2 separate regions of the Mus musculus genome follow, and region 2 is linked to region 1. A link is a contact called in public promoter capture Hi-C data. All regions are on one chromosome and are shown on one strand. Each heading gives the region's core, a stretch centred on a gene start, on an enhancer-like site or on the middle of the called end of the contact. The rest is flanking DNA. Distances are from core to core; before and after follow the strand shown. Region 1 overlaps Anks1 (ankyrin repeat and SAM domain containing 1). Region 2 overlaps Uhrf1bp1 (UHRF1 (ICBP90) binding protein 1).

The links. Capture Hi-C pulls out chosen DNA fragments and counts their contacts.
Region 2: a promoter capture Hi-C map of adipose tissue shows a contact between it and region 1. The contact joins two enhancer-like sites. A contact is called at or near these places in 2 of 39 promoter capture datasets (embryonic stem cells and trophoblast stem cells), 2 of 484 Hi-C or Micro-C datasets (bone marrow-derived macrophages and embryonic stem cells), 5 of 115 datasets of contacts at active chromatin or transcription factors (the HPC-7 cell line, acute myeloid leukemia, embryonic basal ganglia and 1 more) and 2 of 9 other capture datasets (adipose tissue and liver).

The regions. Positions count from the first base shown.
Region 1 is chr17:28,020,074-28,027,749 of GRCm38.p6, reverse strand. The region is part of intron 12 of Anks1 (ankyrin repeat and SAM domain containing 1); the gene reads right to left. Among named protein-coding and RNA genes, the nearest start is that of Gm35290, 17 kb to the right of the region's middle. Within about 2 kb of position 2,154, at least 73 of the 459 cell types and tissues checked have an H3K27ac peak or open chromatin away from gene starts, as enhancers often do. A contact at or near this core is called in adipose tissue, where this site is marked.
Region 2 is chr17:27,882,098-27,888,944 of GRCm38.p6, reverse strand. Uhrf1bp1 (UHRF1 (ICBP90) binding protein 1) reads right to left here. Exons shown (of 21, transcript NM_001080769.1): 9 at 4,838-4,924; 10 at 4,341-4,511; 11 at 3,893-4,032; 12 at 3,397-3,538; 13 at 2,851-3,044; 14 at 1,253-2,682. Among named protein-coding and RNA genes, the nearest start is that of Taf11, 22 kb to the left of the region's middle. Within about 2 kb of position 4,759, at least 4 of the 459 cell types and tissues checked have an H3K27ac peak or open chromatin away from gene starts, as enhancers often do. A contact at or near this core is called in adipose tissue, where this site is marked.

The sequences.
Region 1 (7,676 bases), core at 905-3,404:
CAGTCTGACCTTTGACCCGCCAGGAATACAAGAACCCATAGGAATGACACCCTTATGTCCCCTGAAGGTAGGTCTGTCTCCACACATGAGACTTCTCAGCAACAGGGCAAAAGCAAGAAGTCTGGTTTTGGAAGATACGACGATGCTCCCCGATGATCTGTCCTGCCCACCTGTCTCCTACCACTGAGGGTCACAGGCTAGACCGGGCAAGCCTCTGATCCTCTGGAATCATCCCGTCCTCATTCTGTAATGCCTTTTAGGACTGGCCAGGTCTCCACTCTCCCCTGATGCAGTCAGAGCAAGGCTTCTGCAGTCAGAGCAAGGCTGGCCTTTTCAGCTTTCAGCTAGCCATGACTCACCTAAGCCTGATCCATGCATGGGAGCCAAGACCCGTCATGCAGGCAGCGAGATGAGATGCATGCAAGCTTATGTGCAGTACACACTCACTAGTCCTGCACCCAGGGTTACTGCAGGGACTTCTCGCAGCAGAGGTGGCCTGGCTGCACATGGGAAGGTCAAGCATAAGCGAGGCTTGGCCCCAGACACTCACTGGCCTCTGAAGATTTTCCTCCATGTCTCACTGCTGCTCCTGCTAGGACTGGACCCTGGGCGACTTGATACAGAATGGAAAGGTCGTGTATTAGCCTTTTGTGAGGTTAAACCTAACTGGGTCTTAGGCATGGTAATCTTAGGGGTTTCCTCTTTTCCTAAAGAGGAAAGGGGAGGAGACAAATAGTGGCTCACCCTGAGAGTACGAGTACGTGGCATCTACAACAACTGGGACCTTTCCTCTTGGGACTCAGGGAAAGAAAAGGAAAAAAAGAGAAGTCTTAGATTCCAAGAAGCACACCAGCACAGCGGGTCCTTCATGATTTCCCTGGCAGGAACCGATGTCCACCCCGCCACCCAAACGCCCTGCCCCTGTTCCTTACACCACCACCACTACCCTAAATAAAGTGATACGGGCTCTACCAATGTTTCTACAGAACACAGGGTTCCTAGGAGTACAGGAGCAAAATGTTTGTCTCCAGTGCTCCTGGGCTGCAGCTCAGGGTCAGAGGTCATTTGACTGGGGAGGGAATGGGAGGCCACAGGACAGAGGCCAGGAGAGCACATTCCTGTATGGGGAACACAGAAACCCAGATGCACTGGCCGCTCTGTGTGTGGGGAGCCACATGGGACAGCGGGGTAAGTTCCCCATTATCAAAGAAGCACGCAGACAAGCACATGAACAGAACCCTAGAAAGGCTCTGAGACCCCTGTGGGGCTCATGGTCACGGAGCTGCACGGTGGGAGCCATGGAAGGGCAGGAAAGATGCCTTGCCACCTAGCTAGTCTGACACCTTTGTGCAGGGAGTTCTTTAGGCTGCCTCACCTATCTGCTGCAAATGCTGGCCAGCCTCAGCAGCCCTGCCAAGCCCAGTGGTTCTCTAAGCATGGCTCAGTGCCAAGGCCGGGTCTCTGTGTGTCTAGGCTCTTCAGACAAGGAGTGGGTGCTTCCACCTCTGAGAGGCTGTCTGCCAGAGGAGCCAAGAAAGACCCGGCTTATTAACGCCGGAGTAAGACCCAGGACAGTAAGACCTTAGTACTCCTCCTAATTTTATAAGCACACGCTTCTGGTTACTCATTGGACTTCTGCCAATCTCGGTGTCTCCCACTCCTGTTACAATAATCAATAAAGACTCAGAAGGGGACTGCATGCTTCTTTCAGTCAGATGCGGCAAAACCACAGCCAGGTCTGTTGCTCCTTCCCGAGCTCTGGGCAACAGGAATGGAGGGAAGACTGGGGCAGGTGCCTGTTGGGTTAAACACAGACAAAGGATCCCAGAGAGGTCTGGCCCAGGGCCTAGTCTGGGTTTCCCAGCTCTGCTCTTAACTGCGGTGGCTTCTGAGACGCCCCTGTGCATGTCTGTGAGTGGGCTGTCAGGGTGTGTGTGTAGGCTGAAAGAGTTCCCTATACTCTGGGCTCAGGCTATTTGCACACATCATACTCTCAAATATGCTCCTAAAGGGGTGAAAATAAACAAGACAGCTCTAGTCAAAACTGTGACGCATGGAACTTCTAGACTCTCCCAGAAGTGGGAGCAATAGAGAATGGCTGGTGCAGGCTCCCTCCTACAGGGGCGGGGCAGGGGCCCTGTGAGTCTCTAGGTCAGTCAGTGCAGCAGACAGAAATCCAAAGGTAACTCAGAAATAACCGAGCCAGGCAGGACACTGCCTCAGCCTTGCTTCCTGCCTTCGCCAACTCTGCGCTCCCCCACTCTGTGAGGAGTGGCAGATATGAAGCTGTCCTTGGTGAAGGTGCCCTGGATAGTGTCCCTGTAACTCAGATGCTAGAGTCTGGCCTCTAAGGTGGAGAAAGTGTGTGGCACTGAGGTCGGCCTTTGCCAAGGGGATATGGTATCCACAGGCTGGGAGGAGAGCCCTTGAGAGGGGCTTCTCTAGGCTCCAAAACAGATGAAGAACACACCTGTCTCTAACACAGGGGCCTCCAGCCAGGGCCCAGTGTGCCCCAGCTCACCTGGGAGACAATGACCCTGTAGTCTGCCGAGACCCACCATGTCTCCAGTTAACTGGAGGAATGGAATGTTAGGAGTATGGGCTTTTCACGGCACAGGCTGGCTGAGGGAGACCTCTGGAGATCCAGCGCTTGGAGCAGGATGCTGCTATGGTGGGTTTGTATCCGCTATGCAATATTACCCCACAGCCAGAAACTAGGGAATGGTACCAAACACAGGACCACTTAGAACTATTTCTGTAACTTCCTGTGAATATACAACTATTCCAAAGTAAAACATTTAGACGAGGAAAATGTTGACTCGACTGTGCCTTTCTTTTTATAAAGAAAGGCCAACCGAGCCCAAACACTGGCGAGGTCAGACATAACAGAGCCTCAGTTCTCTCCTTCTGTGGCCCAGCTGCTCGAGTTGGAAGGAAGTCTCCATCTTCCTCAGCCTGGCAGGCACGCACAGTGCTGGGGTCCTGCCCCCATCCTGAGCCGGTCTCCTTTCCCTCCCAATCGGGTGGCATGACAACCATCGTTGTTGACACGGGTTTGGCCTGAGCTTAGGGGAAACAGACCTGGTGATGAGAATCTGCTGAAGTACCTGCTCTGCATCTACCTGAATGTCACCCAGGGCCTCTGACCCCACTGTCACTGTCACCCAGGGCCTCTCTCCCTTCATGGGTCCTGAGAAAAGGGACCTGTTGTCAGCTGTTTCCTCCACTCAATTCTGCGTCTTTACTCACAGAAGCCCATTCTCCCTGGCTGACTCTGAGGGCCCGTCTGTCCTCACAGCACACAGCCCCTCCTGCTCCCAGGCTACCTCAGCCCCTGTGCTGCCTGCAGCAAGCCTTCCTCTGCACAGAGCAGTGTCCATGCTCTGAAGACCCCAGGGGCGGCACACAGGACGGCAGAGGCCGCACGGGGAAGCAGGTCGCTGAGGGGTTCCCCATAGCCTCTCGCATTCAGCGCTGGCAACTGTAAGCCCTGTAGCTCCTGGGAGTGGCAGCCTTGAGTATCAGTGACCTGTCCTGCCTCCCAGCAGGGGAGCAGCTCACGCTGCAATCTTCAGCTCTAGCTGCACCTCAGAGTTTAAGAAGGTCTGTGCCCTGCAGCCCAGGATGTCCCTCTCCTCAGCTCCCACCAGCACCCACTGAAGTCACCTCCAAAGAGGCAGTTTGCACTTAATTTCTGCTTTGGGAGATCTCAACCCAAGACAGGTGCTCAGAGGAGAACTAGGACCAAATGCCACGTGCAGTCAGTATCATAAGGTGTGTATGAACCTCCCCAGCAGCAGGGCAGCCAGCAGACACCCAAAGCCTGGGCGAGGTGGGAGAAGGAGAGTTTACAAGGAGAATGTGACTTGCTTGGAACACTCGCTGCAGCCACATGTGTGAACTACTTTCGTTTGCCTCATTTGTTGTTGTTGCCTCATTGGCGCAAAACCAGCCACACACTTATAAACGTGTTAGCTAAAACTTGCATTGAACCTTCCTTGATTACCAGTGTTAAGGAAGCCCATGCTTGCATTCCAAGCATCTGAAACAGGCTCCTCACACACTGGGGAGCACGAGAACTTTCAGAGGGCTGGTCAGAGCCAGACTGCTGAGAAGCAGCAAGAGCACTTCCCATGGCGCCTCTGTAGGCTACGGCGCTTCACCGACGCTCACAAGCAGGCAGAACTGCAGGCTGAGCTGCCATCGGTGACAGCACAGGGTGACCCACGTACACAAACAGGTGGCACTGCCTCATCCTATGTGCCAGGCATGGGCCCACGCTGGGTTTGTACAGTGAGAGCGTATGCCAACTCTACTCGGGCAGATGTCCCAGGAGTCTGGGGCTTACTCATGTACTCTACAAGTGCCTGCCTGTGCCATCATGTGGCTTTGTCAAAGGCCAGGTGAGGCTCCGAGGTTGCCTCCTTGTTCTTCCAGCTGTGGTGCTCACAAAGCAAAGCTGCACAAACACCCTGTCTTGTTGCAACCAGCCAAGCACAATGGCGGGCAGGCCAAGGACAGTCGAGGACTGCCAGCGTCTGAGCCCAAGGACCCTCCCTCCGGCTAGTCAGAGTCCAACACGGTTCAGTGAATGCCAATTAAAGGTGTTACCAAGGTGAGACGGTGCCACACCCAATGGCAGCCTACAATGCAGAAGCACCCGGCGTGGGATCATGCTCTTAATTGGCACTCCCCTGGTATGTTATGACAGTTAATCACAGCACCCAGGAAGGGAAACCAGGCTACGCACTGGAGCTGGAAATGCTGTGCTAGCCTCAAGCAGGCTTTAAATGAGCCCTCCCGCTTGGAATGCAGAGCAGGCAGGAGTGCAGAGGGACAGAGCGGCCACCTGTGAAGGGCATCTGGACACAGAGCTCAGTGAAGGCTGGTGCTGCACACGCCACCAGGCCCTAACCTCGCAGGCCCCACAGGAAATGCACAGGGAAGACTCTTGTCTTTTTCTGTTTTATTCAGAGGGACACCCGTGGATGACAGCAGTCTGTGGGCCTGAGAAGAGATAGAAGGGTGGCTCTTTCTGACGGGCCCAGGAGAGCTAGCCTTGGGTGCTGAGCAGCCAGGCTTCAGGTAGGGAAGAATTCTGTCGTAATGAACATACTCTAAGACCTAACGCTGCTGTGGTATCAGGATAGAGTCCTCAGAGCAGACCAACATGAGTCCCATCCTCTTCTGACACATTTTCAGCCTTAAATAAATAAGAAACCCAGAAAGCTATTCTTGTTGAACTAACACACAAAACCTAAATCAAATCGGGAAACTCACTGAGACAAGCCCTGCGCTTTTTCAACGGCTCTGCTCTCAAAGCTCTTCCTGCAGCATCAGGAACGGCCCCTGCATCCCAGCAAGCTCTTGGAAGAGTTGTCCTTCAGCCCCATCCCCTAGCTGCAGGCACCCTGCACAGCTAACACACAGATGGCATCCATAAATACCTGTTGATAACGTAAAGGGTCCTGTCCCAGCCTGGTCAGCCGCCAGTGAGGCTGGCCGAGAACAGGGCTCCAGGGAGGCCAGCCAGCGCACGCTTGCTTGCTCACTAGTCTGCCTGTTACTCAGGGAGAGTGTTCCTAAGCCAACCTGTTCCACCCCTCACATAGCAACCGGTCCCTCGGGCTCACAATGGCCTGTCTCATTGAACTGCTTGCTTATGTTTTAAATACCAGCCTAAGTCTCAGCGTGTGTGCTTTGGCTGTGATGCCAGGATTCACAGAAATCAAGGCTAAGCTTTCGATGTGGCCTTGCAAGGTCACACCTGTCACCCACAGCTCTACGTGGGCAGATGTCCAAGCAGAAGCTCTTTGGACTCAGTTTTGTGGCTTTGTTAGCCTCTGACAATCTCAGGTCAGATTTGTGATGCTTCATTCCCTTTTCTAGATGGATTGGTCTTGTCTGTCTGTCTGTCTGTCTGTCTGTCTGTCTGTCTATCCACCGCCCCCACTTCTCTCTTTAGTTCTCTCTCTCTCTTACTTTTTTCCTTCAAGACATGGTCTCATTATGTAGCTCTGGCTATTCTGGAACTCACTATACAGACCAGGCTGAACTCACAGAGATCCTCTCGCCTCTGCCTCCTAAGTACTGGGATTAAAGACATGCACCACTATACTTGGCTTGGAACATATTTTAGTTAGGACAATTAAAAAACAAACAAACAAACAAACAAAAACGAAAAACAAAAAATGGTCTAAACTAAGCAAATCCAGGGCACAGCACAGACCTGGCTGGAGTGCAGGTGCTTCCAAACGCAGGAAGAATGTCTCCAAGGCTGGTCTGACCCAGGAATGCCGTCATTCCCTTGCTTTGTGCACTCTGACCCTGCCAAACTGAGCTCTGCTCTGCACTTGTATGTGGGTCCCTGAAAGCAGAAAGAGCTGTATGTGTATAGCACATGGTGACTTCACCAAGGGGTTCCTGTGCTCCCTCTGTGTAGAAATGTCAACTGTTTTATTTATAACTAAAGAACAGAGAATGGAGTTGGATTGAAACCTATTGAGCTGAATGTACAGCTTTAATCCCAGGACTCTGGAGGCTGAGGCAGGAGGATTGTCCTGAGTTCCAGCCCAGCTAGGGCTACAGAATGAGACCTTGGCTAAATAGTACAGCAACGAGGACTTAGACAGACAAGCTCCTCTTCTCCAGCCTGCATGTCTGAGTAAAACAGCCTACACTTTAAAGTGGAGGAGGAGGAGCAAACCTATGACATCACAAAGCAGGGTCTCCTGAAACAGGACCTTTCTGTGTGCCTACTTACTGCTGGGGAATGAAAAAGCAAATTCAAAATGCAGTGCCCTCCAGAGGCAAGACTCCAATCCAGGCCAGGGCCTGTGGCAAGGCCTCTGGTGGCTCGGACCTGAGAGCTTTAGCGGGGCTGTTGCATTTTAAGGACTGAGGACATCGAGCCCCCCTCCTGTCCTTCCAGGCTTTGATAGATTTCTCCTTCCTTCCTTTTTTATTTTGTTTGTTTGCTTGCTTGTATTTTTGAGCCAGGGTCTCTCTGTGTAGCCCTGGCTGTCTTGGACCTCACTCTGTAGACCAGGCTGACTGTGATATCCAAATGGCCTCTGAGGGCTGGGAGGCTTGAGGGCTTGTAAGCATGCCTTCTACCTCAGAGAGGCCTGACCTGGCTGGGAAGGCAGGCCTTGGACACACAAACAAGACCAACACACACAGTGCCAAGTACCAGGAGAGAGGGTTGCCCATGCAGACGCAGATCCGGGGAGGGAGGGAAGTGTGAGGCAGACGGGTCACCTTTCCATGTCCTAACATGGGCCGGCTCCTCGCCGTCTCCCCGTGGCTCACTCCAGGCCTCACAGCAGTCAGGGTATCGGGCTTCCCACCTCGACACTCACTCTCACAGCTCTCTGCTCTGTCTTCATGAGCCTTTATTTCATTTGTGATCATCTCACTGGCTTGACCTTGTTCGACCCCAGCCTCTCCCTTTAGCGTGAAGAGCCTGACAGTGGGCTGACTTACTCTGTGGTGAGCAGCAGTGGGCGTTGCCCCCAGGCCTCAGCATTCGAGGCAAACACGGCACGCCCCTGAGCTACAGACTCGGACCATTCTCTCATTTTATTCTGTCTTGAGAGAGCATCTGGCCTTTAACTCTGCAGCCCAGGCAGGCCTTCAACTGTGGTCCTCTTGCCTCAGCCTCATGAGCAGCTGGG
Region 2 (6,847 bases), core at 3,510-6,009, 140 kb after region 1:
CACACACACACACACACACACACAGAGTGATCCGGAATGATTCCAAACACCACCGTAGCCCTCCACACACACACACACACACACACACACACACAGAGTGATCCGGAATGATTCCAAACACCACCGTAGCCCTCCACACACACACACACACACACACACACACACGTACACTCACAAGAACATGAGAAATGAGGACTGGAGAGCTGGCTCTGGTTAAGAGCCCTGGCTGCTCTTCCAAAAGACCTGAGATCAATTCCCAGCACCCAGACAGTGGCTCACAACCATCTGTAAACCCAACCCCAGAGGATTTGATGCCCTGTTCTGGCCTTCTTGCAGGGTAAAAACACCCATACACAAAAAGAAATAAATGTATTTAATTCAGGAAGAAATACAAAGCTCTAACTCCTCAGCCTGTGAGTCACCCAACACCCCAGGAGAGGCTCCTCACGCTGCACTGTCCTTCCTAAGACCACAGAAGCTCACAGGAAAGCTGCTCTGCCCGCCCTTCTGACCACACTTAGCACAGGACCCACCCGCAGTCAGAGCTCAGCCTGACTTTCCTCCTCCACCGCTCTGGCAGACAGAGGCTCCCAGCGCTGCCTCACGGAGCAAGAGCGAAGGCCGGCTCCTCAGTTCAGCAGGTGAGTCTGCGAGCACAGCCTCCCTCTCGAGCAGCAGATTCCTAGCCATAAACTGGAGATACAAGGGTCTGTCTGGGCATCAAATTTAACAAATAGACTACAAGATAACCACTGCAATGATTATTACAGCAAAATCAGGTGCCGTGGCACACACCTGTGATGCAAAGACTCAAGAAGACAAGGCCAGAGGAAAGTTCTGTGTAAAATATCTCACTGTTTTGGCACTAATAAAACTTTCGTTTCAGTATAAAAAAAAATAAATAAATAAAGGAGGGAGGGAGGGAGGGAGTTCATTCCAGACCAGAAGGACTATGGTAAGACATTGTCTTGTCTCAAAACACAAGCAAACACACCATTACTTGGGCTAAGAGTATGGCTCGGTGCTAACGGCACAACCTAGCATTTGTCAGGTCTTGGTTTCTTTAGCAAAACCAAGGACAAAATACAGATGCCCAATGCAGTGTCGGGAGCTGCGAGGCTACAACACCCTGAAGAGCTACGGGCGTTGTTCTTTCTCTAAGAGTGCACACCGCAGGGAGCAGGGAGCGCAGTGATCAGACCTGGAGAGAAAGCAGAGGCCTTTCCTCAGAAGGAGGCTAAGGAACACTCACTTGGCAGGAGGCAAGGACAACATCTTGTGCATGGTAGAAGTCATTCGATCTCTCCCCAAACTGAAGGCATCCCTAGTCAGGGACACAGCCTCCTTGGTGAGGTCCACGGTAGCGTGAAGCGCCTCTTTGGTGGCGTCCTTGGTCATGTGAATAGCGCTGGACAGGTCCCCCTCAATGCTCCTCAAGGGCACGGGCTCGCCTTGGCCGTTCAGAGCAGCATCCCTGTCCGCCGGGGACTTCAGCGTAGCCGGGGACCTGGCACTCTGAGCTCGGCTTAGCTTCTTGGCCTGGAGAGACTCGACCGCCTCGTGGCTCTTCCCTACTGGCTGCTGTGCACATGGGCCTGGGTCTGGTAGCTCTCCATCGCTGGGCAGCCTCTCCTGGGACGCAGCCAGGTTCTCACCGCTGCCGTCCCTCAGCACCTTCTCGGGGCTTACTGCGCCCTGGTCTGAGGAGGCATCAGACTTCGGCTCCCGGTCCTCGGATGGTGACAGCTCAGAGTCTATGAGGCTGGTGGTGTCTGAGCCTGCAGAGTCCGCGTGAGCAGTCCCAGGGGCAGGATGCATGAGGAGAGCCACCTCGGCACTAGGGAAGAGAACGCCAATGCACACGGTCTGGTCCTGCAGGGGAGACCCGGTCATGGCCTCTGTGTCCTTTGTCAGCTGCTCCTGAAGGCCCTCTAGCACCTCCTTGAGGCGCAGCAGAGCCAAGTACTGGTAGTGGTCGAGCCTCACTCTGACATGGGCGGTGGAGTGGACAAGCATGTGAATGTCAGCCACATCCTCCAGGTCTGCCACACGGCCTTTGTGGTCCACACCAGCATCACCTTCTCTCACCGCCGCTGCCGGGCCTTCTGTAGAGCCTGAGAGGCTCTTCAAATCTCGCTCTGTCTTTGACCTCTGATGGGACACAGACTCAGGGGCAAGGGCTTCAGAGTGCACAGGACTGCCAAAGCTGGCTGACTGTTTTAGCCTCCCTTCCGAAGCCAAAAGGAGCCGTCGTGCCTGGGCTTGCTGCCAGCGGAGAGGAAGGCAGGCCCAAATGGACAAGGGGAAGGGAGCCACAAAATTCAGGGTATGGCCTCTGAAGTTTTCTGTGCCTTCAAAGTCCAAGGAGATCTGGGTGAAATGCAGGGACCAAAGATCCTGGGATGCGGCCAGCCTCTGAGGAGGGAGGGAGTCCATCTGGAAAGCATGGTGCAGGAAGAGCATGTGCAGAAGGCTGAAGCCCCCTGCCACCTGGGGAAAGTGACCGTAGCTACAACGAAAGAACTCGGTGGCAGCGAATCCCCGGAAGAGACTTTGGAGGTCTGGGCGAGTGCAGTTCGGGGCATGCCGGGTATTGGTGGCAATCATGGAGGACGTGGAGAGGACCAGCGCCTGGGGGCGATGCAGCTTCGCCAGCTCTCTCGTCTCCAGGGGGAAGCTCACCTTCAGAGAGCGAGCGAGACACAGTTAAGGCCATGCCAGCAAGCACAGGGCATCTGAAGCCAATTTTCCTGCTTCTGCCAAGTGGACACAGCAGAACTACAGCTCACCACCTTGGAGGGGATGTAGCTGTGTCTCCCCACACGTGACAAAGCCCAGCTCTGGCCCTACCTTCAACCAGAATGCGTCCAGTCGGACGTCCACGTGCTCATCTCTTCCCCTCGAAGCTTCCAGCTTATAGATGGCTTTAAACTGCTCCAAGCTTCGGTATAAATCTAGACAAAAGAGGTTTCCCCAAAGCAAGCTGACAGGATCCACGGTAAACGTCAGCCCGTTTAACTGGATGTAGAGATTGGGACAGGGAACTGGAAGCAGAGAAAACAGAACGTCACGTACAAGGCGGCAGCTAGACACTCACAGACCAGCAAGCTGCACTAGCCCAAAAGTAAAAACACCGGAGCCCTGCACACGGCATGGCTTTCCTTGTTCTGCTTTTGAGATGGGGTCTCACAGACTCCAGGCTGCCCTCACACTCACATGTAGCCATGGACAACCTGGAGAGACTATCAACTTCTGATCCTCCTGCCTCCACCTCCCTCACCCCAGGGCAGTTTTAACTTCAACAAAACTGACTCGCCACAAGTGAGACCATATACAGTGGCCTCAATGTGGACAAAGGTGAAGAGCAGCACCAGAGGAAATGGCAGCCCAGCTTACCCGGAAGCTCCTGATTATCCGGGAAGTAATACTCTGTGAACTGTACGTGGATGGCAGCCACCTGAGGCGGGAGGTGGTGGCGCTTGCGGCTGCAGGAGAGCAGAGTGGACGGCTTCTTACTTGGCTGTCCAGCTGTGGAAACCTGAGTAACCACAAGTCACTGTGAGCCTGTGTCACCACACTCACAACAACGTCCTCCCCTGAGGGGAGGCTCCCAAGCACATGCCAGGCACTGTCACGTGCGCTCTGCACTGTCCCCCAGCCGCTCTGCTGTTTGGTTTGGGGATGGGTCCCATGTAGCCAGTCCAAGCTCATTTCAGCAGGAGGCTGTAATCAACACTCCGAGAACATGCCAAGGCCTCTCTCAGAGGCCATGCTCAACAGCAACTGGCCAACTGGCCACCTCTTTAGGAATGAGGCTAACAAGTCGTGGGTTCTACATCTTGGTTCATGTTATTCCTCAACACCCTACACCCCAGTGTCCCCATGTCCTCACCTGGTGGATGTCCAAGTCATCTACTCGTACAACCAGGCAGCTAGAGCGTAAGCGATTCCATGCTGGAGCCCCAAAGGCAGCCTGCCGGCCCTGAGTAGGGCTTTTGTCCAGAGGGGTCTTTCCAGGACTAGAGAAAGAATCTAAATAAAAAGGAAAAGGAAGTAGATACATTCGTTGCTCATTATTAATAAAATCGAGAAGGTAAACCAGGGTCAGTAATGGCACGAAAAGGCAAAGGGAGCCAAACCGCTGGGTGGGAGCTCAGTGACCGGCTGGGTAAGCTTGAGACAACGGCTACTGACAGAGGGGGCTCCAGAAGACAGGGTCACAGGCATCACACTAGAGCAGCTGGGGCCAAGAGACAGTGCTTCACCTCCACCAGCTACTTAAAGCTGGTCAGCAAAAGGCTGAGCAAGTAGACTCCTGGGGTGGGGGTGCGAAAACCTACCTGCTTTCCTCCGGAAGGGAGGGTCCACCCCCAACAGCCACGGGGGCTTCACACTGCCCCCCTCACACTGCTTCTCCACCCGACTCTGAAACTCTGTCACCAGTTGCTGGGCCCAGTGGCCTCGGGTTTCCATGGCCTCACAGTGCCGCACCCAGTGTTTACAGCTGTCACCTAGGGGATGGAGAAGAACATGATTTCAGCCCAGGACCACAGTCCAGTGCCCTAGTCAAAATTCAGAATTACCATGCCCTTCCAAGCTCCACATGCAGCTCTCACTCCCTAGGGGGCTCGAGGAAGGGGCCACTTCTGGCTCTGGACTACTAGAGCTTTTAAACCCACTGACCCTGAGGGGCTTAGACACCACCCAGGGTTAGAGATGTCATCTCAGAAAAATTCCAAGCACCCTCTAAGCACATGCAGCAATGTCCTTGGTCTGAAGCCAGAACTCTGTCCTCAAATGTCCAGGGCCATGCTAGAACACGTGAAGTTTCTCTAACCTGCCCGATGGAAGGGGTAGTAGTCAAACGCCATCCTGCGGAAGGTGAGCTGCATAGCACCACCCGTGAGTCTGTTTGCAGAGACACCTATGAGAGAGAGACACAGGTGAACAGCGCTGGAGGAGTAGAGAAACCCGAGCATCGCCCAAACCACTAGGAAGCCCTCTGCGGGCTGAACCCTGATCCTCCTGCAAGAGTAACCAGTGTCCTTAACTGATGAGCCTGTATCTGTCCTTTATATACTAAAAAGAATACGTAAAGATTCCTTTGTTCAACTCATGAATAAGAAACAATAATAACTGTTAAATGAGCTGCTTTAAAGCTATTAGTATTGAAGTTAAATCTAAACCTATCATCACTGATAATGCTTTGTGGAGTTTCATTGCTTTTTAGTGAAGGACTCATTAATCTCAGGTTAGTCTCATACTACTCATACTCATACAGCCAGGAGTGACCTTGAACTCCTGATCCTCCTGCCTCTACCTCCCAACAGCTACACTTATAACCCATACAACAGCAAAAGTGTGCTCTTTTTATTTGGAGGAAGGGTGTTCTTGAGACAGGGTCTTGTCATGTGGCACAAGCTGGCCTCAAACTCATGGCAATACTTCTGCCACACCATCCAGAGCAATAGGATCACGGTTGCATCACACCACCAGCGAGCGCACAGTGTGGCCCAGGCTGGCCTCAGACTCAAGGGACCCATCCAGGATTAAAGGCATTCACCACCACTCCAAGGCCCTAGGCAACACTGGGAAGAAATTACTACACAATAGCTGTTCTAATAATCGCTTCCTCCAGTGGAAAAGCCAGGTTTACACTGTCGTTGCTCAAGTGGAGGTGGAGTTTCTGCAAGAGCGAGGAGGAGTCAACTACCAGGCATGCTGCTTGGTGGAAAAGACAAAGGGCAGGCACTGTCTGTCCCCGAAAGCGAATCCTGGTCTCATTACAAGAGGTAAATATACAGCAGCTGTGGCTGGGCTTGGCGGTCCAGCACCGCACAGCGCTCACGAAGTGAGGGGTTCAACCCTCAGCACCACCAACGCAAGTAGGTAAGAGGCGAATAGCAAATGCAGCCCAGCCCACAGCTAGCGGCGTACAGAAGAGAAAGGGCTGACACAGGTGAGCACGTAAAACCGCAAGGGAAAGGGAAAGGGACAGCGCTGACTGGGTAAGCAGGGAGTCAAAACCATACTCCAGGTCCCCTGAGCCAGTGCAGCATCGCCCTGGAGCCTGACAATGGCTGCAGTAAATGGGGACAGGCTGACTTCACTTATTTCCTACCCAAGGACAGTCAAAGAAGGTAAGTGAAAGGTTACTGGTCTCTGCGGGGATCATAAAGAAAAAAGTCAATCCAGAAGTGGATGCTCACAGTCAGCTACTGATGGATCACAGGGCCCCCAATGGAGGAGCTAGAGAAAGTACCCAAGGAGCTGAAGGGATCTGCAACCCTATAGGAGGAACAACAATATGAACTAACCAGTACCCCCCAGAGCTCATGTCTCTAGCTGCATATGTATCAAAAGATGGTCTAGTCGGCCATCATTGGGAAGAGAGGCCCCTTGGTCTTGCAAACTTTATATGCCCCGGTACAGGGGAACGCCAGGGCCAGGTAGCGGGAGTGGGTGGGTAGGGGAGCAGGGCAGAGGGAAGGTATAGGGAACTTTCTTTCGGGATAGCATTTGAAATGTGTATAAAGAAAAAATCTAATAAAAAAAAATCTGCCAAAAAAAAAAAAAAATAGAAAAACGTCAATCGTTCTGAATAAATATAATACACGTGTGATACTATTTTATCACTAATACAACATAACCTCTCTACACATATAAATACAGTATATATAAATGGGGGAGGTTTTGAGACAGGGTTCCTCTGTGTAGACCAGGCTGGCATTGAACTCATGGAGATCCGCCTGCCGCTGCCTCCTGAGTGCTGGGATTAAAGCTGTGTGCCACCACATCTGACAATCACAACACAGTACTAAAATGACTCAACTCTGAACATTCTGGT